Regions from separate parts of the Rattus norvegicus genome. Here region 2 is linked to region 1. The links are chromatin contacts, called in public Hi-C maps. All regions are on one chromosome and are shown on one strand. The core of a region is the stretch at or near the end of the contact, and the rest is flanking DNA. Distances in the headings are between cores, read along the strand shown.

What was found. Hi-C and Micro-C count contacts between places; a contact is called where the count stands out from the background.
Region 2: a Hi-C map of prefrontal cortex shows a contact between it and region 1, with 5 times the contacts expected there. The contact joins the promoter of Gabrb2 here to the promoter of Gabra1 in region 1. A contact is called at or near these places in 3 of 12 Hi-C or Micro-C datasets (Schwann cells, frontal cortex and prefrontal cortex).

The regions. Positions count from the first base shown.
Region 1 is chr10:27,149,650-27,156,019 of GRCr8, forward strand. Gabra1 (gamma-aminobutyric acid type A receptor subunit alpha 1) reads right to left here and starts at 2,540. Exons shown (of 10, transcript NM_183326.2): 1 at 2,332-2,540.
Region 2 is chr10:27,437,503-27,444,131 of GRCr8, forward strand. Gabrb2 (gamma-aminobutyric acid type A receptor subunit beta 2) reads left to right here and starts at 2,291. Exons shown (of 9, transcript NM_012957.2): 1 at 2,291-2,367; 2 at 2,493-2,584; 3 at 3,539-3,606. The coding sequence starts at 2,291.

The DNA of each region.
Region 1 (6,370 bases), core at 1,290-3,789:
TCCGACCCACCTCTCCCTTCAGAAATATACCAGTATCTTCATTTACCCTATAGGAGTCAAAATGCTTTCAAGGGGACAAAATTGCTCCACACAAGAGCTGTGGGTTGGTTTCCAGAGTAGCCCTCACCTTACCATTACTTGCTGGTTTATCCCATGTTGCTGTTGTTTAGTGTCTGAAAAAAACCTGACCTTTTTGATTTGGGTCCCTGTGGCAGATCTGCACTGAAAGGTTTCAACTTGGTGCCTCTAACAGGAGGGCATGTGGGTAGGTGGGACCTGGTAGGCTAACACCTCTGTTGGCAGAACACATCTCTGAATCCTGGAGGCACCTTGATTTGAGAAGCAACTGGATTTACCTCTTTATAAAAACCATTGGGAACACACTGTTGAATGCCAAAGTCGTGCCTCTCTGTGGTTGTTAAATATGCTCACTAATGTTTCTGTGAAGCTAAAGGATACACTTTAAAGTCAGGCCATGTGCTGCGCTCTCTCTCTCTCTCTCTCTCTCTCTCTCTCTCTCTCTCTCTCTCTCACACACACACACACACACACAGACAGACAGACACACACACACACAGACAGACAGACAGACACACACACACACACACACACACACACACACACACACATCAATGCACACAAACATGCCCACACATATCTTGTAAGCATTCTCTAATTTCTACCAGGTTGCTGCTAGAAAACGGTTCGTCTCAAACAGATGGAGGCTTAAGTGGTTTGCTTTGCATGGCAAGAAGGGGATATTTATTCCCACTTAGGTAAAGTGCAATCAATTATTATCTCATGGCTGAGCTTGGATATGGTTGGAGGATACTGGAGGAATAAATGAGTACGGAATGGAAGAATTATAGAAATGTGTGTGTGTCTGTGCGTGTCTGTGTGTCTGTGTGTGTGTTATACATTCATATAATTACGTGTGTATGTATATTATTAAGCCAAATTTTGAAATCCTGAGCATTACCTGGCTAAGAAGCAGATATAGTTACATTTTTAAATGCACTGAAAATAATTCCAGTCCTCCTATGAAAACTATTACATGTATTTTATTTCACCACTTTCCCCAGTCTTGACTCATTAGTAGGGCCAATCATGAATAGATGGAAGCTTTATAAAACTCATTAATTTTTTTTTACATTAAGCATTCTCTAGTTCCATGTGGTATGCCTTTAAATACATCAACAAAATGCTTTCCACGCTCTCCCCGATCATCCCAATCAGTTAGAACCATCACAGACAGTCATGTAAGCAAGGAAGCAGAATTCGTTTAGAGTGAAATGATGTAGAGATAAAGACTGTGAGCTTCCTCACAGCGTTCTCTTAATTTAGTGACTGGTTTTGATACACAGGAGTAGAAAACGACAGGGGCATCTTGGATAAATATCATTACGTTAAAATATTGCATCCAAATGGCACAATGATAATTCTTCCTTTAAAACATGTTTGTTTTTTGTTTTTGTTTTTTTAACGTCTGTTTTGAAGAGGGAAACAACTTCTCTTAGCCCTATTGATCCCCACTGATTCTAGAAAAAGAAAGTCTTGAATGGGTGAGAGAAAGAGATTCCCAAGCCAAGACACCATAGCTTTTGCACTCTTGTCATATTTGGAGAAAACCAAACCTGCCTTGGCACTTCAGTTCTGGAGGAAGAAAGTTTCTTGCGAATACAAACATAATAGTTGAAAAGGAGCCCGAAGCTGCCTCTTGCCCCCTTCCCACCTCCATCCCTCCCCTCGCTAGAAGCATGCTCCACTACCCACCTCCCCTGCGACCCAGATCAAATAAGTTCAGCATTTCATTTCCAGAATGCGAGAGACCCCTACACCAGAGGGCATTTCAGCTGTGGCGTCTGGAGAGGGGAGAAGAGCTGTGTTCAGGCAGGGTGAGCCAGTCTTCCTTAGAATGAAACTGCGTGACAGGTTTTCTGTCCTAACCTCTCAACTTTAGCTGATGGCGACCCCCAGCGCCCCTCCCCAACTCATCGCAGCTCCCCTTGGACAGAAAAAAAAAAAGAAGAGGAAAAGAAAAGATTAAAAAAAGAGAAAGAAGAAAGATCAAAACAACATGTCACCACCCACCCCTCAGGGTACATTCAAATCTGCCTCAAAGAGGAGAGAGGGAAGAGAGAGAAATCTACTCCTATAGGGCTGCAGTTTTCACCCTGAAAGAAGAAAACATTCCTTATTTCTACCTGCTCCCAGCTTCAGCTCCTGTCCTGCTGCTCCTGCTCTCTTCCCCACTAGAACATCTCTGCCTCTCCAGCTAGGACAAAGGCAGATTGCAAGCTGTGGGCATTCGTGGTCCGAAGTCTCACTTACCTCGGGGCCCCCTCTGGGCACCGGATCGCTCCAGACCCGGGAGAAAAGTGTGGGAGAGAGGATCGCGGTGAGCCGGAGCTGCGCGAGTGTGCGAGCGCGGGCGCGCCGGGCGGAGGGCGTCCTCGCGCCGCGCTCACTCACACGGTTTGAGCCATCATGGACTCTGCGTGCTCCTGCACTAGAGATTTCATACCCAAATTTGCTTCCCAATATCCAATCTGCAGCTATACAACAAAAGATTTCTCTGTACCAAGACAGTAGTAATACGTCCCAGCGCAAACCGGATGTGAAATAGGCGGTGACTTCATGCCAGAGAGATTTTATTTTAGAAAGGAAGGTGGTACCAGCCACTGGATCTGGACACCAATCCGCCCATTTTTTATATGCAGCGCAATTTAACTTGCACCACTCTGGCCCTAATCCCCGTCTCTGTAGCTGCCGGCTCAAATCCTTCTTCAATCTGCTGCAAGCATTCCTCTATTTTGGGGGGGAGGGCGGCTGGAAAATGGGGGAAGGGAAGGGTAGAAAGGGTTAGACATGGGGGCTACACTTAGGATCTTTTCTCTCTTGAGATTTATGAGCACACTATTCTAAGGTGTGCTCATTAAAGCACAACCGATCCTTGTAACTCTGCTACCTCTGATCAAATATTTAACCACTGCATTCATATGAATGAACGCAAGCTACGAAGCAGGGAGATGTAGGCTTACACGTGTGGGGAGCGCTCTGTCCTCTTGCTCTCCCTCGCTCACTCCCACACATATGTCTAAATCCCTGCATGTTGCAGAACCAGGACTAGTTAGGGACAGCAGGAAGATTCCCCGTCTGAGAGGGAATGGGCCCCTGAGCTTAGAGTCCTTCGTACTTAGTCAGATTCTGAGTGCCTTGCACCCTGCCTTTCATCTACAGCATAGAGGACAGCCAGACAGGCTTCGGAACTGGTTTTTAACCTTTGCGTGCGTTGTCCTGAAAAAAGCACAGACGCCCTTAACTCCGAATTTTGAAAGGTTTTCGAACGTGGAATATTTAACTTTACATAAATCATTTCTGGGTTTGAGAGGCATATCTCCATTTCCGGAAACATGCCTTTGCCCCGAACTCCATCATTTTCGGTTCAGAAAAATGGGAGGAGGGGGAGGATTTTTAGAAGTCAGTGGGGGAAAAGCTTCTACTTTCTTTTCTTCTTCTTCTTCTTCTTCTTCTTCTTCTTCTTCTTCTTCTTCTTCTTCTTCTTCTTCTTCTTCTTCTTCTTCTTCTTCTTCTTCTTCTTCTCCTTCTTCTTCTTCTCCTTCTTCTTCTCCTTCTTCCTTCTTCTTCTTCTTCTTCTTCTTCTTCTTCTTCTTCTTCTTCTTCTTCTTCTTCTTCTTCTTCTTCTTCTTCTTCTTCTTCTTCTTCTTTCTCTCTGCTCTCTTTTATTACCTTCCCCGGGAGTTCTCCACACACAGTTAATTATACATGCAGAGAGAGAGAGAGAGAGAGAGAGAGAGAGAGAGAGAGAGAGAGAGAGAGTTTGACATGTTCCTAACTGATTTTCAGGGACTGAGTGATGACTGGTTTCTTGCTCAGGATTTGTGAATGGCTTCTAGCTCGGGTCATGGGTGCTGTCTTCCTTAGGGTGCTGTTAGACAATGACCAGCACCTCCAAGAACTGCTTTTCAGCATTTTAAAACCACATGGGGAGGAGGTGCTGAAAATATGAGGCATCCTCAGGTCATACTTCTGTTAGATCTGTTAGATCTTCATCTGTTAGATGAAGTCTGAGTTTCAGTAAGCCCGCTGGTCATTTTCTTCTAGTGGACTTCTGGCCGAGGAGAAATTTGAAATAGAGGCTGAGTGTTGTCCAAAACATTAAAAGGAGGAGAAACTAGTTAGCAAGACCCAAACACTTCTGTATTTAGTGTTCTGCAAGTTGTTCTTGGCTTATGCTGCAAGGAAATCAGGTTATACGATGAAAACTTAAGCTAGGCTGTTGCAGTCACCTGATCTATACAGGCAAAGACACAGTCATAATGTGACTCTGTTCTCTGGCTTTTGGGGGTGAATTACTAACAATTACTAACAAGGAATATTAGAAATAAACATTTTGGAAGGTGCATCTCTCTTTAAATAGTAATAATTGCCAGGAAAGCACACAACAAGGGGGCCGATGCACTCTTAAACACCAAAGAGCACTGCTGTTCCCTTGTGTGAAATAGCTCCATTTATATTTATTTATTAGTTTCCTTGTTCACCGGGCAGCTTATAAAGCAACCCTGACTTTACAGAAGTTCTGAAACCCCGTTACCAACTCTAAAGCATTTCTGTATCTCTCCACAATATGCTAAAACTCCATAGTTTCAGTGCCTTTAAAGAATAGCCAATAGTCGTAAAAAGACGACATTTTGAATGTCCTCCCTTCTCCTGACAGAACTGCGGTCGCTCCTTTGACAGTTCTCCACAAATTGGTGGACATTTTGGCTCTTGCCATCTAATGTCACGCAACGAAACCTCTCCATATATCACGATTTTGCAGACACTGGCCCTGAAAGGTTACCATTTGAGAAATTTCTCTGAGGACAATTTCAATCACAGACTGCTGTGTGTACCACTAGAACTGCATGTAACCATACAGTATTTTCATACACCAAAAAGAAAAATGAATTAAAAATTATGGAGCTAGAGTGGGAATGCAGAAATGAAAATGCTCCTTAGAATAAAATACAATATAGATAAGATTGTATCATTCTCATGAAATGTATTACTTAAAATACGGAAACTTGACAATTCTCCAATCAGTACCCAACATTGTAGACAATGCATTTATAGTTTCCTATGAGATACTAATTATCCCCATAGTTCTAGATATTAAAATACAAAAATAAGAAGAAAACTATTTTATAATATCCCATTCCATTAATGTTTTTGGACAGCTGCTGGTGTTATACTTTTCCTGCTACGTCTTGAATTAATCCTTTCAAAGTGTGCATACCTGAAAAAAAATAAGTAATTGAATAGTGAAAAAAATTACGATTTCTAATATTTCTGAGAGTTCACTTTGTAAAATTATATCCCAACTGTTTAGCATACCTCATTCAACTTCATTCTTAAAGCGAACCTTAATACAGCCATTTGACAAGTCTTTCATATCTGTGGACTACAGAGATCAAAACATTTGCCCAAGGTCGTATGGATCATGAGCTACCAATTTTAGTAAGGAAATTAAATTTAGGAATTCAGGTTCACTCGCTCGTTCATACTTACACATGGCTGTTTCTTCACCGTGAGTCCGTGTGCTCCTACAAAGGTCCCTTTCACTTGTCTGAGACACACTTGACCATTTAGATCAGCCACAGATATCAAGGCCCATTTTAATTTTCAAAATTATCCAGTGCTAAAAGTTAACGGAAGGTAGGAGAGTAAATAACAAGAGTGTTTATTTTGAAGACCAGTTTGTCGAGAAACAACGTACAATTTCACTTTTATTTCAGATTTTTGTCGTTATTTTTCATCGTTCTCATGAAGCCAGTGGCCTAGACCCTCATCACAGCACTTTTTAGCAGGAGAGCACTGAGTTCAAACCCAGGACCAGAGATGATAGGCAGGCCGGACACCTCCATCTCTAATGCAGCAGTCTGCTCACATTGCTTTTTCTGTCATTTTAAATGGCAGAAAGTCCTGACCTAATTGAACACGTGACACTGAATCTATCAATAGAAAATTGCTTTCACTTCCCCAACGAAATGGGTAGTGAGGGAGAACTAATGAGTGCTTCCGTTTATTCAGTGAACTTTTTTTTTTAACATTTACAAATAATCTGAGGTAAGAGTAAAATATAAGTAAAAATAAACCAGCTTTACTAACATTCCAGAAAGATAGTGGCACAGCTCAGATATACATGTGCTGAAATTATTTCTCAATATTAACATATTGGAAAGCATGGTTAGTAATCCATAATAATAAACATAAAGGTTGCACTTGCATATCTATAATTATCAATACATAAATGAATGACCATATACAGTATTTCCAAACTTACCAATTTCCCTAATACATAATATAG
Region 2 (6,629 bases), core at 1,041-3,540, 290 kb after region 1:
ATCCTGCAGCGCCAAGCTAGCTGCAAACCCCGTGGAGGATCAGTTTGCTGCTCTCACCAGAGACCTGCTGGACCACCAGCCCTGTGTAAACTGTGAGCTTTTCCATACCACAGGCACAGCGGGCTCTTGGAGGTCCCCCGGGTGGCGGTAAGGAGCTAGCAGAGGTTGAGGTCCTGAAACTTAAGAGTTGAGGTAGTCTAGTCTAAGGGTTAGAAACACTGCTTTAAAAGCGCAAATCACTTTTCATCCTTCTCCACCGGAATGACCTTGGACATGTTCCTCAGATTCGATGTGCTAGTTTCTAAACCCATAAAATGGGGTCACCAAGGAGTCAACCTCGAGCTAATATTGCTTTAAGCACGGTTTTCTTAATATGGTAGGCGCTCTCGGTATATGACAAGGCTCAGTAGTAGATTTAGGTTAAATACTGCGGTCCAGGACCCAGGGTTGAGATCTGCTTTCCCACCTCTTCACCAAAGAGTGCCTGGTAGCTGAAGAACCTGCGGTGCTCCCTTCCTGTCGTCTCCTAGATAAAACAGGGAACAGGACTCCAGGGCATCCCAGTCCGCGTGCTCTCGGCATCCTCTTTTCTCCCACCCTGCCCCGCCCCGCCCCCCATCCCTCCGCGCGCCCCGAGCAGAGGAAATGATTTTTCCTATGAAATGAGTCTCGATCTGGTGTCCGTGTTGAGCCTGAAGCAGGAGGGAAGTGGGCAGTCTTGGGTTCCCGTGGGCTAGGAAGGGAAGAGGGGAAATTGTGGTGTGTAGTTTGGTGGTTCGGTGGCTCAGACGGTTTCGGGGTTCCTTCATTGTGCCAGCCTTGTGTGAGCCACTGGGTTTGGACACAGAGGTGCATCTTCAGCTGGCCAGAGAGGAGCGGCAGGGGTGCAGCTCTGTTGGGCCACAGTAGTGGGCAGCGAGCTCCTGCTGGTGAGGTAAGGAGTGGTGGGTGGCAAGGACTGTGATCGCACGTGTGTCTCGTGTGTGTGTGTGTGTGTGTGTGTGTGTGTGTGTGTTCGCGCGCGCGCGTGCGTGCGTGCCTGTGAGTGTGTGTGTGTGTGTGTGTGTGTGTGTGTGTGTGTGTGTGTGCGCGCGCGTGTGTGTGCCTGCCGTGCGCGTGCGTCCGCAAGGCGTGGGGGGCCAGAGGAGAGCATCCCACCCCGCCACCCGCCCTCGCGCTGGGTGCCTTTTGGCCCCGCACCTGTGCTGGAACGCCTGTCACCCTCTGTCCCTCACGTCCCCACCTCCATTGTCCCTCAGTCACACCTCATTCTGACCACTTATAATTTCCCAGTGCAGAGTCAGACCCAAACCCAGAGAAGCCTTTGCTTGCCTGACTGTTCCCCTCGCCCCCTCCCCCTCCTGCTATAAATAGCAGTACTAGCGGGTCAGGAGCGTCACAGCGCCAGAAACCAAGACCCCGAGGTTTTCTTCCCAGGGAACAGGGGACAAAGTGTGAGCAGGAGGAAGAGAAAGAAATCACTTGTGAGTAGTGAAGAAAAAGCTTGCCCCTTGACTCCCAGGAAAAACCAGCATCTTTGAATTCCTGTATTCTTCCCCTTTCTTCTCAACCCATTCTGATTCTTTCATATTCACAGTTCACTCCCCACCCCCCTCGTTCAAAATCCAACCTCTGCTCAGTACTCCTCCCATTGGGTTTTTTTTTTTCTCCTCCTCGGACTCCAGTTCCCACTGCTCCCCTCCCCACTCCTAGCGCTCCCACCCCACCCCCACCACCTCCGCTTGTCCCAGGCAGGGGATTGCTATTCTTCAGGAAATAAAAGTTCAACTCCTTGCCCCTTTCAACCTGCTTAGACCGGGAGGAGTGGGGTTTCAAAAACCAATCTTCCTCCCTTACACCTAGTCCTATTTTTCTTCTTAATATTTAAGGACACACACACACACACACACACACACACACACACACACTCTAAAACCCCACCACATCGTGAGGTGCAACTACATCCTAGAACAGAAACTTACCAGACGCTCTGGTTGCTTTTGTCTTAAAGAAAAAAGAAAACAACGAAGATTTTACTCTGGATGCATTTCTGGGGTAGTAGTTTAATATTATTCAAACATGTACATATTACACATATATATGCTTCTTTTCCTTTTTCCCCTTTAATTTTTTTAAACAAGGAAATCTCGGTCCCCGGCAGCCGCCGCTGCCCCTTTGATGTTTTGGTACGCCGTGCGCATGCGCTCCACATTAGAATTACTGCACTGGGCAGACTAAGTTGGATCTCCTCTCTTCAGTGAATCCCTCAATCCCACCAAAAACTAAAGGGATGTGGAGAGTCCGGAAAAGGGGCTACTTTGGGATTTGGTCATTTCCCTTAATAATCGCCGCTGTCTGTGCTCAGAGGTAAGTGTCGCTTTCCTTTCTCACTTGTCAGGGCTCTGTCTGCATACCTCTCTGTGAGCAGGGCTGTTGAAGATGCCGTGCTGTCTTCTTTATTCATTCCTGGTTATTGTCATTTTTTTCTTTAGTGTCAATGACCCTAGTAATATGTCGCTGGTTAAAGAGACGGTGGACAGACTGTTGAAAGGCTATGACATTCGTCTGAGACCAGATTTCGGAGGTAATGGGATTGCTTGGCAAATAAGAAACAGCCCAGCTCCAGCCTAAGCTGTCTTTTGGGCTTTGTGTGCACTCTCTTTCCGCCCCTTAGTTGTGGGTGCATGTGGTGTATGGAATGTTTCCCTATTTTACCTTGCTGAGAAACAGATCCAAACTTAAGCCAGTTTGTTTCTCTCCAGCACTTGAGAGGTCTTTCAAGAGACCCCCTTAGAGTGTGATCAGACTTGGTAACAGCTCTCCTTCTCCTTCACTGTGATATATCTTTGTCCCCAGTCTGAGGTTTCTTGAGATACAAGCCTCTTAAGTTTAGTTAACGGTGTGTGCCCGGCCGGGGCTGTCTTATAATGTGAGTACTTTTGAGGACACAATGTGCAGGCGGTTGGCTGAGAGGTGGCCTCGACTCTCAGTGCCCACCTACTTTAGAAGAGTTCTGGCCGTGGTTTAAAGTGGCTTACGTCGGGATTCTATCCAGCCCTCAACCGGGAATGGTACAGGGGAGAAGAGGGTCTGGGGGATTGAGAATAAAGATAGCAGAGGAAAAAAGGGCACTTCTCCCTGGAGCCCCAGATATGCTAGTGTGGCCATTTAATTTTGCTCAGACTCTTATTGGAACTCAAAGAGTTAAAACCTACACACAGAAGTGGGTGGGGAAAAGAAGAAGGAGGGGGCTTCAAGGCAATATAAACAAATCCCTCCGGCTAAAACTCTCTTGTGTTGCTGTGAGTTGTAGGATTCACAAGCTGAGCCATCAACATGTGTAGACACAGCTGGCTTCATTGTCCGACCAGCACATGTGTGCATATTCCTAGAAGAGTATCCCCCACATTCCTATCGCAAAGATGTAGGAATATAATGAGCATGAGGGGGGAGGGGGTTCTTTAGAGTTTCCAGTGACAACTCAGGTGTGAATGACTAAGTTCTGAGAAGTCACATGGCTGACCATCTTGGTTTGCAGGTCCCCCTGTGGCAGTAGGAATGAACATTGATATCGCCAGCATCGATATGGTTTCTGAAGTCAATATGGTGAGTATTAATACTCACAGATATGTCTCTGCAATGGGGACTGTGAGGGGGTTGTGCAGCCACTGGGGGTTGGGTGGGGTAAGCTTGAATATGTGTATAATGTGGGGACAGGAAGAGGGTATATGGTCCTGGAATTCATGTTATGTGTAATTACAGAACAACTCCTGGTTTTTTTTTTTTGTTTGTTTGCTTTTTGTTTTTGTTGTTGTTTTTGCACTTTTTCCAATTTGGATCCAATACAGAGCGAGTAAAATACCTCACACATTCACGTGTAAAGACAGTAATATGCTGGAGGCCCCTCCTCCCCCCTGCAGAAGCTATGGTTCTGACACCTTCTTGGATGCCTCAGTTTGTCAGGTTTCAGTTCTGGGTTTGGGGATCAGTCATGTAAAGGAGGATGTGAATGTGACCAAAAAGAAAGAAAGAAAGGAAGAAAGAAAGGAAGGAAGGAAGAAAGAAAGAAAGGAAGGAAGGAAGGAAGGAAGGAAGGAAGGAAGGAAGAGAAAAAGAAAATACCTTACCAGGAAGTCTATCTTACAAACTAAACTGTCACAGAGAGACAAATCAGTAAGTCCTAGGATGTTGATGCCCACTTGTTGCTTTAGGAAATTGCCTCCTTGTACTTGATGATATTTGACACCTCTGCCCTCCCCTCACTACTTCTCATCTCTTTTAAACCCCTCTGCTATTCCAGTGAGATAAAATAAAAGCTGACCAGTCTCTATCCAAAAAGGCAAGCTTCATACCAAGTGTACTTTCTTACAGCTCCTACGACGCTAATCATCGTGGGTACCAAGCACATTCAATTTATTGACAGCCACATTCAGTCTTTGGAAAAAGAATAAACACTAAGAGACAGGGGTGTGGGAAGAACCTGTGTTCTCCAACAGGGAAGCACTTTTTGGAAGGGGGTGGGGTGGGGTTATGCTTCATGCAGGAGCGCCCCCTGCTGCCCACGTTGGAGCACTGCGGATATACATGACAAGGACAAGTGTCCCAGATTCCCCCACTTAACTCACGGACATTTCTCCTGTAAATTCTCCCCTCCCCCATCTCTCCCTCTCTTCCTCTTTCCTTCCCTCCCTCCCTCCCTCTCTCCCTCCCTCCTTCCCTCCCTCCCTCCCTTCCTCCATTCCTCTCTCCCTCCCTCTTTCCTTCTTTCTTTCCTTTTCTCAGAAGTCTCTCTAGATAAACGGAACCTTAAAAATCCAGTATTCCTTTCAAATCTGATAGCACACAGAACATTTCAGATTGTTCTATGGTATCCTCCTGTCTTCCTGTCTTGAGAGTGAACAAATAATTAAAGAAGGAGATGAAGTGTGTGAGCTTTTATACAAACACTTCTAAACCAGCCATTGGGACATAAAATTTAGGGCATACTAATTAACTCAAGAAGTTTGAAGTATTAGGATTTAGCCTGGCTCTCACCTCAATTTAACAGAAGTTCTTATATTCCCAGAATTCAAAGTGGCAACTAGCATATCAGCTACAGATGCTGGGCAGTAACAATCTAAAGGCACCATAAGCTTCTGACCACTTAACAGAAACTCGAGGGGGATAATCAATTAACTCAGCAGTGGTTTAATAACAGAAATTTTATAATCTAATAATTGGCAGTGTTTTGATTGTATGATACACAAACACAAAAGATACATAGTATTGGATGACTCAGAAAGACACAGTAGGAAATTTCCCTGTGTAGATAGAAAAAGTATTTCTTAAGAAGTTAATTTCTCAGATATACAAATATTTACTTTTGTGGGATTTTAGAAGTTGGCCATAAGTTTGCATATTTTGATCTTCAACATAAAAATAGAAAGTGCCCTAATCTGGGTACCTCTACAAGTCCCAAGTACTTGACTCCAAATTGAATCTCTAATGTCAAAGTTATATAGAAATCAATTAAGGTTTTGTATTTTCTACATTGTGGTTGGTCAGACTCATATCTCATTGTTTTTAAAAATATTTTGCTCATTTTCCCCAATAAAACTTTATTTTACTAACAGCTTTTTGTGAAGACATCACAAAATAACTATTTCATAGAAAATAAAAAACAAATTTATGAGATAAAGCAACGCTCACAAAATGACTCCAGGTTACAACAAAAGGTTGGGAAGGGCTTGAGTGTATTGTATCCTTACGTGGCATAGAGTGGTAAAGCTTTCGTTTTCTTCATGAACTTCACAGACACTTTTTCCCTGTATGCACCATTTTGGAGTGGTACCAGAGGTGGACACAATGCCAAGACCTGCTAGTCAAAATAGAGATCCGGCTGAGGCAGGGTGTAATCACTTTGAGCTATTTACTCTTGCAGAGAAGTCATGGGATGTCGAAAGTGCAAAAATAAATGTCAGCTTGTAAATGGGACAACATTGTAGCATTAATGATCTGATGCAGGTGTGAAAATTCCCAAGCCAGACTCCTTTCTTAGCTTAGTGCTGACACTGTGCATTTGTCCAGACACACTTTGGGCTGCCAGTCTGACTGACCTAAAATTATCCCTCCAAAAACAGTTTTGTAACACATATACTTATTATCTTGCTTCAAAATATGGTTAGGCGCTTGGAAGCAACAGATGAGTTGAGCCCCCATGGGTAACTTACTATAGGACGTGTATTGGATAGTGCACAAAGGCCTACCAGGGTTAGGACGTTTGATTACATGTACTGTCTAATGAATGTTTTTTACCTACTTAAGTGAAGTTTCAGGGTTGATTAATACCCATGTTTGTTCACTATGGCTTGTGAACTATTGTCTGTGGTTTCTGTAACTTTTATTATTGTCCATATGCCTTTAAAGAAGGACAGCCCCCAGACCACTCACATATTTGAACTGCAGTGATACAGGTGTGTATTGATATTTTTTTTAAACAGATGATACCTGTAGAAAGATCCATAGCTGGATTAGGAGCATTAGGTACCAGCTCCATTTCTTGGCCACAGTGAGATTATTCACAGTCAAAAAGATCTTTATTTCCTTAGGGGTAAAGGAGAGTATACTTATTTTCCTACTATCTCAGATAA